Linked DNA regions of Sus scrofa: region 2 is linked to region 1. Evidence: chromatin contacts called from public HiChIP or PLAC-seq data. All regions are on one chromosome and are shown on one strand. The core of a region is the stretch at or near the end of the contact, and the rest is flanking DNA. Distances in the headings are between cores, read along the strand shown.

Region 1 (6,233 bases), core at 2,750-5,249:
AGCCCCACACCAGTGCACTCCATTCTAAAAGCAAGGCATTGTTTTATTCTGGGTATTACCTGGTAACCAGTCAATTAAGAACATTAGTGGAACTCTGAAGGGAAAGCAGTTCCATAATCTCTTTGGAATCCAACTGGGCTGATGCCAGTTGCTGTACACTGGGAAAACGGAGGAATCAGCCACCCAGAAGACCCTTTTTAGTTCTTGAGAAACCAACAATAAAGTGGAGCTCTTAATTCTGAAGAGCAATCATGATTAATTGAATTATAAAGGAAAAAAATCTAACTTCTGCTAGCTATGATTTTCCAAATAATAAATGCTGGCGTGGTTAATTACATAGAGATATTTAAATCAGCCACTTGGTCTCTGTATTATAAAAGATCAGAAGTCGTTAGCTTATATTAGATTTTCCCAAATTGTAGGAAATAAAAAGAGAAGCATTTAGGATTATATTAAGACCTGGTATTATCTTAAGTCAACCACTTCCCTCTAGATTTTGATTTCCTCACCTGTAAATGGAGGACTTGAATTTAGTGGTCTTTGAATCACTCTCAGCAGTTCTGTACGGTTCTTCCTAAGTGACAAAATTGAAGGTTTTTATGATTTAATGACGAAAAGTAGTGTATGGGTTTCCTGTGAGTTTGGGTGTGGCAGCATTTAATATTGAGTAGCGTGTAAGAAGGAATATAATCAGAAATCAGATTTATTCAGCTGAGTGAAGGCTTTGTTTCTAGACTGCATCTTTTCGAGATAGGCCTAAAGATACTATGTTTAGGAAACACTTATTTAAACTTGGCCTTATGTAATGTTTCTGCTCTCAATTTGTAGACCTCTTCAACGATGGGAATTATTTGATGGGGTCTATGAACCTGTTAGAACAAAGCATTCTAGAGAGATGATAGATTTGTCATGTCTGTTTGCATGATAATCTTTCAAAAGCATGTGGATGCTGATGTAATACAATTAAAACACATCCAGAGGTGTTGCTGAATTCATCGTAGCCTTTTATTATTAAGAGTTTTTGTTGTGGTTGTTTTACTTGTAGTCAATCCACTGGAGTGAGGCTTGAGAGCTTGTTAGGCTTTTTAGGGTGGGGAGTCTCTCTGAGATATTTTGATCAAAGTAGGTCTTAATAGTTATGAAAGATTATGAAACACTGCTGTAGAGAGAACTTCTCTAAATTGTTCAGCTTTAAATTCCTGCTATTAAAATGTTCCGCATTAAAAAGAACATTTAAAAAAGGAGTTTGGAGCTCCCGTCGTGACTCAGCGGGAAGGAATCCAACTAGAAACCATGAGGTTGTGGGTTCAATCCCTGGCCTCTCTCAGTGGGTTAAGGACCCGGTGTTGCTGTGAGCTGTGGTGTAGGTCGCAGACCTGGTGTTGTGGCTGTGGTGTAGGCCGGCAGCTGTAGCTCCAATTGGACCCCCTAGCTTGAGAACCTCCATATGCCTCAGGTGCAGCCCTAAAAAAAACAAAAATAAATAAATAAATGAAGTTTAAGAAATAAAAATAAAAAAGGAGTTCAATAGAGGAAATGAAGAAGAGGACAGAGAATGACAAAGTCAGTTACCCTATCCTAGTGCTAGATTATCTTCTCTACCAAATAAAACTTTGGAACTTTGTCTCTGGCATCTAAAGCCATCTTTCTGCCTTTTGAGGCATGCCAGGTGTGTGGACTGTTTAGGCTACATCTGGCACTTGGGGAGCCATGTGACAAGAGGGGTGCCCCCTGGAGTTGAGTAACATGGCAGCTCTTGTTAGGAGGGGAGAGGGCCTTCAAGCCACATGGTTTGGAAGTAACTTACGTTTTAGTTCCTGCTTATGTTCTAGTTCCACAAACATTTGAGCATATTCCATGTGCTGGGTAGTAGTGGACCACAGGACACATTCGATTGCTGGTCTGCATATTTCTTTTTTGAAGTAGACCTGGATATTCTGTATAGGAAGCAGGGTTAACAACCAGTTTCAAGGGAAAGGGCAGTTACCTCTGATACCATTTCTCTGCATTTTCTTCTTTGCCCCTTCTGAGAATTATCTCTAACTTAAGATTACTTACAGTAATCTTTCATGTGAATTTTTTTTTTTTTTTTTTTTTTTGCTTTTTAGGGCCACTCCCACAGCATATGGAGGCTCCCAGGCCAGGGGTCTAATCAGAGCTACAGCTGTCGGTCTACGCCACAGCCACAGCAACACAGGATCCAAGCTACATCTGCAACCTCCACCACAGCTCATGGCAACACTGGATCCTTAACCCACTGAGTGAGGACAGGGATTGAACCTGCATCCTCATGGATCCTAGCTGGGTTCATTAACCACTGAGCCACGAAGGGAACTCCCTCATGTGATTTTTTTGTGTGTGTGATCTCCGCTTTATAGCTGAAGAAACTGCAGTTCAGAGAGATACAACAGCTTTTGTAAAGTCACTCAGCGAACTGGTACCTAGCGAATCAAGATAGGAACACATTGCATCTGGTTCCTGATTCAGTAGCTTAGGTATTTATTGTGTAGTGTTTATGAGGGGAAACAAATGTTTAAAAAAAAAGTTTGTCTTAGTATACTTCGGACAGTAGGCATTCAGGTTTCTTAATTTTTGTGTAGGAGACTGGGGACAGAATTGAAAATGTGTATTTTATCATAATCTTCTGTAAAAGATCCATACCTCACACCTGCTGATTTCTTATCGAGAGTGCCTTTAGGGGGTGGAGGTCAAAATAGAATCACTGAGGGAGCTTTTCCAAGCTGGCTTGTTCTTTTTGCTGATTCTGATTCACCAAGTCTGTCATGAGACTTAAGCATATGTGTATTCCAGCAGTGATTCAGATAGACTGCCCTCCCTCCTCACCCCCACCCTCACTCCACTTTGAGAACCACTTCGGGTAGATGTATAAAGTCTAAAGCTATGGGGGCTGCTCATAAAACAAATACATATCAAGCAAACACTAAGTGCCAGGCACTATTTTAGGCCTTTGGGATATATCAGGAAATAAAAACTTAGACTCTTGGCCTAATGCAGCTTATCCTCCAAATAATTTGCAGACATCTTTGAACAGTCTGTTTATTTTTAAGGCTAATGAAAAGAGGAAGACTCAGTGCCTTGAGTACTGATAAAGGAAAATAGGACCTGGGCCTTTTGAGAAATAACAAAGGTGAAATTAGATTAGATGTGAAATCAAAGCTCATTCTTCGTTAAGATTCAGTAAAGTCATTAGGATTTACGTTAAATTAGAGATTAGCGTTAATGATAGGTATGTATGCAGAAAGCCAACCACTGACTTAGCTCATTGCTTTTTGGGGAGGGGCTCGTCTCATCTCTAAAGTTCTCCATCATCCATACGTAATTTAGCTTAGAGTCCCAAGGGATTTCATGAATTTGTCTTGATCTTCTTCATGTTGGTACAGAGAACCATTTCTCAAAATCGTTTTTACTGGAGTTCCTACTGTGGCCGTGTGTCTCTGCAACACAAAAACGAAGGCTAAATCCCTGGCCTGGCACAGCAGGTTAAAGGATCTGGAGTTGCCCCAGCTGCGGTGGAGGTCACAACCATTGTGGCTCAGGTCTGATCCCTGGCCAAGGAACTCCATATGCCAAGGGGCCAAAAAAGAAAGAAAGAAAAAAAAATCACCTTTACCTTTGGGGGAGTTCTACAATTATTTATTTTTATTCACTGGTTCTTTTAAAATATGTCTCTTATAACACATATTTCTTTTCATCAGCCTTTTTGCAAGGTAGGAGGATTTTAATGTACTGCCTTGGCTTTGTTTCTAGATTACTGAAAACTTTTCTAGTACCCATTGGTCTGTTTTTCCACTTTTCTTTCCGTTATATTATCTTCTTTTTTTTTTTTTTTTTTAAACTGACTTTGGCTGGTTTATTTTGGATAAAAACTATGCCTAGTTTTTTAAAGCTTAAAAAATTGCCATTAATCACTGGTATCATAACATCCTCTTAAGGCAAGTTATCTTGTTGCTCTGTCCTCTAAATGTAGCATCCAGAGTCAGAAGGCCTCTGGCAGGGATAAAAATAGCCTTCCTGCTGGCTGGTTTGTTGTTAGGTTTACTGGCAGTAGGAAATCTTTTGAATTCCTTAATTGGATCAGCTCTTTGCTAGTGTCTCTCTAGACATTCCCTTCTGCCTGAAATTCGTAAATGTTTTAGATCTTCCAACTTTGTACCTGCCCTGAGTCAAAGCAATCCTTCTACATGAAACCAACCTTAAGCTATAGAAACATAACCCATTGACTTATCTTAAAGATAAATGTTAAATTTTTTGCCACCGTGACAGTCTGTTTTTCAGCTATCATATCAGAATTGAAAGATTGAATCTGAGCTATTGGTACAAAAGGAAGATCCTCCTTGGCTTTTATTAAAAGTAGCATTTTTAAGCTGAATTTTCAAAGTTTTCATTTCCTAATATACTTCTGCTTCTGCCAGTTTGGCTATCATAAAAGTAAAGAGGTTTTTTTTCTCTTCTCTTCCCCGGCGAAGAATTATATCCCTGTTTGTAACTCAGAACATTAGCAAACTCGCTTCTCTGAAGCTGAAAAAATCCCCCCATAATATGGCCACTCCCTTCTCCAAGGTTCCAGTTTGGGTCTTATGTGGCTTAGAGGAATTTTTCCTTTTTCTTTCTCTCACAAGTAGAAAATTATTGATTATCTCTGGCTTAGAGTTGATGAGGGAAAGGGAATGAATATTAATTGAGCACATAACTCTAAACTGGGGAGCTTTTCTGGGCATTCTGCAAAAATTATTTCTTGAATTTCTTACATGTAAATGGAAATCTCTGTTTCTCTGAGGTTCAGAGAAACAAAGTAATTTGATCTAGCTCACAAGATGGGCTTTGTCCAGCTCTACTCTTTTCACTGCGTGTTTCACTGCGTGGCAGAGACCACCAGTTGCTGGCTTTGTTTTTTTCATTCATTCAGCAGCTACTTATTGAGCACCTTCTCTTCTCTAAGCTCTGAGTTTCGAGACCCAAAATCTGTCCTTAAGGATTTTGTCACCCTAGAGGAAGAGAGTTTAGAAATAGATAATTTAAATATGGTATAATAAGTATAAGGGGTGTTGTATGGAGCCCATAGGCCTGTCTAAACCAGAGAGCAGGTGGCTTGGGGCAGGGATTTTCCGTAGGTTGCGAGACCTGTGAAAGAAGCTACCTGGACAAAATTGTGGAAGCTTGAGTGGTGAAACAACATCGGAAGCAGAGAGAAAGGAAGGCGTGCCAGAGGAAAGAACCAGAAGTAAAAGTTAATGCCCCATCCTGCCAAAAAAAGTTAGTGGGCCAGTACTTCTGAAAGTCCAGAATACCTACTGCGAGAAGGGAAATGGCAGTGTGAGAGATGAACCTAGAGAGATAGGCAAGAGAATTCAAATTTTTTATTTTTATTTTTTACAAGCTTTTAAACTGAACATCAGATCTTTCTTGGAGAGGGGTTTTGTTTACTGTAAACTCTGTGTATGTATACTTTAAATGGCTCTTTTGGAGGGGGTAAGACTCTCCATCCAGTTAATGTCAGGCCCAGCCAGTTTCTTCTTCGTAATTTTGTGTGGAAACATCTTTACTGGAAGCTGGTTGTATCATAGATACGTTAAGGGGTAGAATAATGTTACTGATTATGATTTGGGGACTTACTTTTAGGCCAATAGAATAAATTATTAAAAGTGATAATCTTTGTATCATTAAATGATAGAACATGTAGAATACATTTTTATTTGTTCATATTGATATGTGTTCGGCATTTGTGTATGGATAAGGTTGGTATTCAAAACCTGATTTTTTTTATACATTTCTTGAACCTTGCTTTGCGTCATCCAGGACCCCACAGCGCCATCTTGCGGCAAGTCTGAGGCAGTGCTGGTAAAAATAGCAGATAAAGAAAGGCAGGTACAGCACCTCCCTTAAAAAATGATGTAATAAAATTCATTAATAAAAATTTTTTTTAATTTTTTAAAATTCAGGTTTCTGGTGTAGCATTTTAAAAAATAATTACTATAATCTATAAAAAATTTTATTTAGGGCAGTATAGCCTTGTCTTACTTAGATATGAACTAAACAAAAATAGCAGAAAGAGACCCAGGAGAAGCATTGCTGGTTAAACAACAGCAAATAATGTATACTTGTGTGTGTGTGTGTGTGTGTGTGTGTGTTTGTGTGAGTGTGGTATATCATATGCATAAAACTTTTCATCTGTTTTAGGAATGCACCTAAGTCCATGCTTATCCTTTTCCTAT
Region 2 (6,233 bases), core at 1,518-4,017, 290 kb before region 1:
CGACTAGTATCCATGAGGATGCGGGTTCGATCCCTGGCCTCACTCAGTAGGTTAAGGATCTGGTGTTGCCGTGATGTGGCTTGGATCTGGCGTGAGCTGTGGGATATTGGTTTGGGGACCTTACGTCTCTTGTTTCCTTGTAGAGCTACATAAACCTGAGTGGTCTTTGACCTGCCAGGGGCATGGGATTGGAGTGCAGTCCAATTCTCTTTCGGGGCTGAGCAGCTCCTGTATCTTCTGCCTTTCAAAACAATCTGCAGGATAAGAGCAGCACACAGTTGTAAACATTCTTTTTCTTCTTCTTCCTCTCTCCTTCCTCCTCCTCCCTCTCCTCCCCCTGCCCGTTTTCCCCCTCCCTCTCCTCCCCCTGCCCGTTTTCCCCCTCCCTCTCCTCCCCCTGCCCATTTTCCCCCTCCCTCTCCTCCCCCTCCCCGTTTTCCCCTTCCCTCTCCTGCCCCCTCCTCCTCCTCCTCCTCCCACTCAAACTCCCCATAAGAACCAATGGAGAACCTCAACTCCCTGTGAAATATCTGACTTAGCCAAGTAGCTATGCAATAAGCATTTGAATAGGATGTGGGTCCCAAACCCTTGGGAGCGCCCTTAAAAATGCCTGAGGAGGGCTGACGTATACTGATGTGTCCATCTCTGGATGAATTACTGGCTGGATAGGCAAAACTTTCATAAATATCCCCAAAGCGGGAGAGCAAAATAAATAAATAGGAAAATAGATTAAAAGAGGTGTAAGACCAGCTAAGAAGCCAAGGCTTGAAAGAAGGTCATGCAGGAAGGCAAACAAGGAAAGCAAAAGGGGAAACTAAATCCATTCATTTTGTAAAATAAAGTTTACATTTTCAACCAGTTTTAGATGCACGGAAAAATTGCAAATACAATACAGAGCATTCCCATCTCTTCCACACCCAGTTTCCTCTATCATCGACGTCTTGATTAGCATGATGCATTTGTCAAAATCAAGGACCCAAGAGAGTTCCCGTCATGGCTCAGTGGAAATGAACCTGACTAGTATTCATGAGGACACAGGTTCGATCCTTGGTCCCACTCAGAGGGTTAAGGATCGTGTGTTGCTCTAGCTGTGGCAGAGGCTGGCAGCTGTAATTTAGATTCAGCCCCTAGCCTGGGAATATGCTGCACCTGCAGCCCTAAAAAGCAAAAAAAAAAAACCCACCAATATATTACTGAGTTTTTACTTACTGCCCATGATCCCACCTTGCATTTAGTGACTGTGTCTTCTTACACTCCCCGTGGTTGTGACAGTTTCTTAGACTTTCCTTTCTTTTTATAATCTTGACCATTTGAGAAATACTGGTCAGGTATTTTGCAAAACATCCCTCAGCTGCAATTTGTCTATTATTTTTCCCATAAGACTGGTTATAGGTTTGGGGAAGGAGGACCACAGAGGTAAAGTGCCGTGCACGTCACCTTGTGTCAAGGGAACCTGCCATGATATGACTTAGGTCGGTATGACTTATGCTGATGTTGACCTTGACATCTGGTTGAGGCAACATCTGTCAGGTTTCTCCACTGTCAAGTGACCTTTTCCCTGTTTGCATACGTCTGTCCTCTGTGGAGGAAGTTACTGCATGCATCCCACACTTACAGAGAGGGGAGCTATACTGCCCCTCCTTGAGGGAAGACAAGCGACATCAATTATGTAGCCCTTGGGAGTTCCCTGGTGGCCTGGAGGTTAAAGGATCAGCATTGTCATTGCTGTGGCTCGGTTCATTGCTATGGCGCAGGTTCCATCCCTGGCCCCAGAACTTCTGCATGCTGAGGGCACAGCCCAAAGAAAGAGAGAGAAAGGAAGGAAGGAAGAGAGAGAGAAAGAGAGAGAAAGGAAGGAAGAAAGAAAGAAAAGGAAAGGAAAAGAAAGGAAGGAAGGAAGGAAGGAGGGAAGGAGGGAGGGAAGGAGGGAAGGAAAGAAAGAAAGAAAAGGGAAGAAAGAAAAGGGAGAAAGAGAAAAAGAAGCAAAAGGAAAAGGAAGGAAGGAAGGAAGAAAGAAAGAAAGGAAAGAAAGAAGAAAGAAAGAAAGAAAGAAAGAAAGAAAGAAAGAAAGAAAGAAAGAAAGAAAGAAAGAAAGAAAGAAAGAAAGAAAGAAAGAAAGAAAAGGGAAGAAAGAGAAAAAGAAGCATGTACCCTGGGCCATCTCAGCTGTAGCAGTCATGCTGGCTGACATGCCCACCAGAATCTTGACCTAATATACCCATCAGTTTTCCAAATAGTAGTGGAAAGGTTTTCTTTCTCCTACCCTGAGAAGATTGTTTAGAAAAAGAAAAAGAAAAAAGGTCAGTTAGAAAACCGCAGCAAAATCATCTGTTCCCAGAGCATCTCTCTTCCTCCTCTCTTTGAATGAGTGACCAGCACTGAGGTGTGTGTCCAGAGCCCCTGAAGTGACAGGCTCTCCTACCAATGGCCCAGAAGCACCTGGTCAGGGGAGATGGGGCCCCTGGGACTCCTGAACGGGTCTCAGCTCTGGGAGAATGCCACCAAGAATTTTTCCACTCTGTGATGACAGGAAGGGCTCTCCTGGGTTAGGCTGTGTCATCAAAGGCAGAAACAATTTGGAAAAAAACAAGATCTTGCTAACCAAAGCAAAGGTTATTTTTACCACAGAGACCAGGTCATCTGTTAAAATCCTGCAGCGGCCAGCGTTTGTCTGGCCATTATAGGCGCTTTTCATTACAGAGCTCATTTGCTGTGAGTGTTTCAAGGAGTCAAGTGAGAGCCCGGCCAAGGTCATGGTGTCATCTAAGGCCTGAGGTTCGTCAGCCACATCACGCTTCCTGGCGCTGAGCTGTCTGGGCCGGGCCCTCCGCCCACACACCAGCACCCAGGCCGAAGGAGACATGGATTTTGGCTTGCTCAGTCCTTGAGGGCAGACTCCCAGGCCTGAGCTGCAAGTTTCTGGCGAGATCACGTGCCCTGTGCATGGATCCTTTGCAGCAGGACAAGAAAATATTCTCCAATGGCTGGCTGCGGTCAGGTTCAGGGCTGACTGAGATGTCTGCATTCCTGAATCCTAAATTGAGAAGATATCTCTAGTTAAGGCATTGCCCCCCCGGAAGCTATTTGTGGGTTTTTTTTGTTTTGTTTTTAATTTTTCTTTCTTTTTTTGCTTTTTAGGGCCACACTCACGACATATGGAAGTTCCCAGGCTAGGGGTCGAATTTGAGCTGCAGCTGCCAGCTAGGCCACAACCACAGCAACGCCAGATCTGAGCTGAGTCTACTCCACAGCTCACGGTAACTTCAGATCCCCAACCTGCTGAGCGAGGCCAGGGATCGCACCCAAATCCTCATGGATACTAGTTGGATTCATTTCTGCTGCACCACAGTGGGAACAACTTAAATTTTTAATTATAGTTGATTTACAGTGTTCTGTCAATTTCTGCTGTATAGCAAAGTGACCAGTTAGTTATATACATTTATATACATTTTTTTTTCACCTTATTCTCCGTGCTGTTCCAGCACAAGTGCTTAGATATAGTTCCCTGTGCTATACAGCAGGATCTCCCAGCAGCTATTTGAAATGGGCTTTCAGCTCCCAAAATGCTTGCTGTGGGCTTCCCAGCCTCTTCCAGAGAGACCAGCGGAGTGGTGCTAGGCGGTGGTTAAAGCTGGATTGGAATCCTGGAGCCACCGCTCACTTGCCGTTGGGCTTGGAACAGTTCCCTGGAGCCTCTCTGGCCCTCAGTTTCTAACTGCAGATGCGATGGCTTGAAGGGATGTCTGCAAAGTACCTGAAGAGAGCGGATTGCAAACGATCAAGAGAGTACGTGATAAAGAAGACATTTCCTCCTCTGACCCAGAGCGCCAGCTCATGATGCTTAAAAAACAAAGCGATTCCACATTTCCACTGCTTTCCTTCTTTTTTTCAGGAGCAGTATTAGGTTCATAGCAAAATTGGAGAGGAAGGGATAGAGATTTCCAGTAGACCCTCTATCCCCACATGTTCACAGGCGCTCTCATTCTCTCCATCACTCACCAGAGTGGTACTTTTTTTTTTTTTTTTTTTTTTCCAGACCAAGGGTGGACCTACATTGACACATCACAATTACTCACGGTCCACAGTTTATCACAGGATTCACTGTTGGTGTTTTACATTCTCTGGGTTCAGATGAAAATATAATGACACATATCCTTTATTCTAGTGTCATACACAGTATTTTCACTGCCCTAAAAATTCTCTGTGTTCCCCCTGCCCAACCCCTGGCAACCTCTGATCTCTTCACTGTCTCCATAGTTTTGCCTTTCCGGAATGTCATCTAGTTGGAATCCTACAGTATTCAGCCTTTGCAGATTGGCTTCTTTCCCTTAGTAACATGCATTTAAACCTCTTCCATGTCTTTTTGCGGCTTTCTTTTCAGCCCTGAATGCTATTCCGCTGTCTGGGTGGACCACAGTTTATTCATTCACCTACCGAAGGACATCTTGGTTGCTTCCAAGTTTGGGCCATTACAGATAAAGGTGCTATAAAATATTGTATGCAGGTTTTTTGTGGACATAGTTTTTAACTCTGGGCAAATACCAAGGAACACGATTGCTGGATCGTATGGGGAGAGTGTCTTTAGTTTTGTAAGAAACCACCAAATTGTCTTTCAAAATGGCCATATCATTTTTTTTAATTGAAGTATAGTTGACTTATGATATTATATTAGTTTCGGGTGTACAACATAGTGATTCAATATTTTTGTAGATTATACTCTATATAATTTATTTTAAAATACTGTACATTCCTTGCTGTACATCGCATCCCTGTGTCTTATCTGTTTTATACTTAGTAGTTTGTACTCTTAATTCCCTACACCTGTCTTGCCCCCGCCCCACCGCCCTCTCCCCACTGGTAATCATTAGTTTGTTTTCTATCTGTGAGTCTTTTTCTTTTTTTGAATGGCTGCACCCACGACATATGGAAGCTCCTAGGTCAGGTTGAATCCGAATCACAGCTGCGACCTGTGCTGCAGCTGTGGCAATGATGGATCCTTTAACCCACTGTGCCAGGCCAGGGATTGAACCCAGGCCTCCGATGCCATCAGATTCTTAACCCACTGGGCCACAGCGGGAACTCCCGTTTTGTTTTGTCTATGTTTGTTCGGCTCTTTTGTTTTTTGGTCAACCCCCTAGCCTGGGAACTTCCATATGCCATGGGTTCGGCCCGAAAAAGACAAAAAGGAAAACGGCTGTGGTCCTTGGGCCCCTTGCTTAACCTCTAGTCTCCGTTCCTTCAGTTGCCAAATGAGAATCAGACCACCGACCCGACCGGGCGGTTTTGAGGATGCAGTGAATGAAAGCTTGCAAAACAGTGCGTGCGGTTCTGATCTGGGACCTTCTCCCTCAGAGAAACGCTTCCACTCGGATTCTCATTTCTATATCCATTTGTAGGGCCCTTCAGCAGACATGCTTGTCTCATGGGGTGTGTTGGCGCGTGCTGGGTGCTGGCAAAAGAAGGGTAAGCAGAGCCTGAGCGGCTCCGAGGGTTGACTCCAGGGCAGGCAGAAGTGATTTTCCAGAGTGAGGAGCAGGGTGAAAGCTGGGGTTGGGGGCCAGACTTGCGCTCAGATTGCGGTCATCTCTCCAACTCTATGATTTGGGGCTGGTCATTTTACTAAGACTCAGTCTCTTTGTCTGTGGTGACAGCAATTATATTGGACAGCGAGGGTATTCATGAGGTGCTGTATGTGAGAGACCTGGGGAGTAGACTTTTGTCAAGGCTGCTGTGGTGGTCACTCCTGGGGGCGAGACCAGCCAGGGCACCGAGAGGCAGAAATTGTCTCTGGGGAGGGGTGGGGTGATGCCAAGCCCAGCTGAAGGGGCGAGACAGAAGCTGGTGACACAGCCTGGATGCTGTCTGGCTTCAGCACCCCACTTGCTACCCTGCCTGGCCAAGGGTCTTTCGTGGCTGGTCCAATCCCTGGGTTTAGTTGTTATTGCCATTAAACCAGCTGCCACCCTCCCAGTGACCTCCTTCGAGGCTGGTGGCCTCCAGGGCCAGCAGGGAGCGCTTGTTTGCTTACACCACCTCTGCCTGTTTATGGGGAGGGCGCTGATGAGACCAACCCATAAAAACAGCTTTCAGGCCACACTCAGCTGGAAAACTGGGAGCAAAAGCAGGGTGAGAAAGAAGTCAAGGTCAGACCAGGATCTGGTTCAGGCTGAGAGTGAAAGAGACAGGCGGGAATAATAACTACTGTTGTGTAAGTCCCACAACATACCTGACAG

What was found. HiChIP or PLAC-seq counts read pairs in DNA pulled down with a chosen protein or histone mark.
Region 2: a contact with region 1 is called in an H3K27ac HiChIP or PLAC-seq map of skeletal muscle. The contact joins two enhancer-like sites. A contact is called at or near these places in 1 of 47 Hi-C or Micro-C datasets (skeletal muscle) and 1 of 2 datasets of contacts at active chromatin or transcription factors (skeletal muscle).

What each region holds. Positions count from the first base shown.
Region 1 is chr16:50,463,632-50,469,864 of Sscrofa11.1, reverse strand. All of the region lies in intron 2 of CPEB4 (cytoplasmic polyadenylation element-binding protein 4), which reads left to right. Among named protein-coding and RNA genes, the nearest start is that of CPEB4, 32 kb to the left of the region's middle. Within about 2 kb of position 3,999, at least 13 of the 83 cell types and tissues checked have an H3K27ac peak or open chromatin away from gene starts, as enhancers often do. A contact at or near this core is called in skeletal muscle, where this site is marked.
Region 2 is chr16:50,753,620-50,759,852 of Sscrofa11.1, reverse strand. No RefSeq gene overlaps it. Among named protein-coding and RNA genes, the nearest start is that of BOD1, 22 kb to the right of the region's middle. Within about 2 kb of position 2,767, at least 13 of the 83 cell types and tissues checked have an H3K27ac peak or open chromatin away from gene starts, as enhancers often do. A contact at or near this core is called in skeletal muscle, where this site is marked.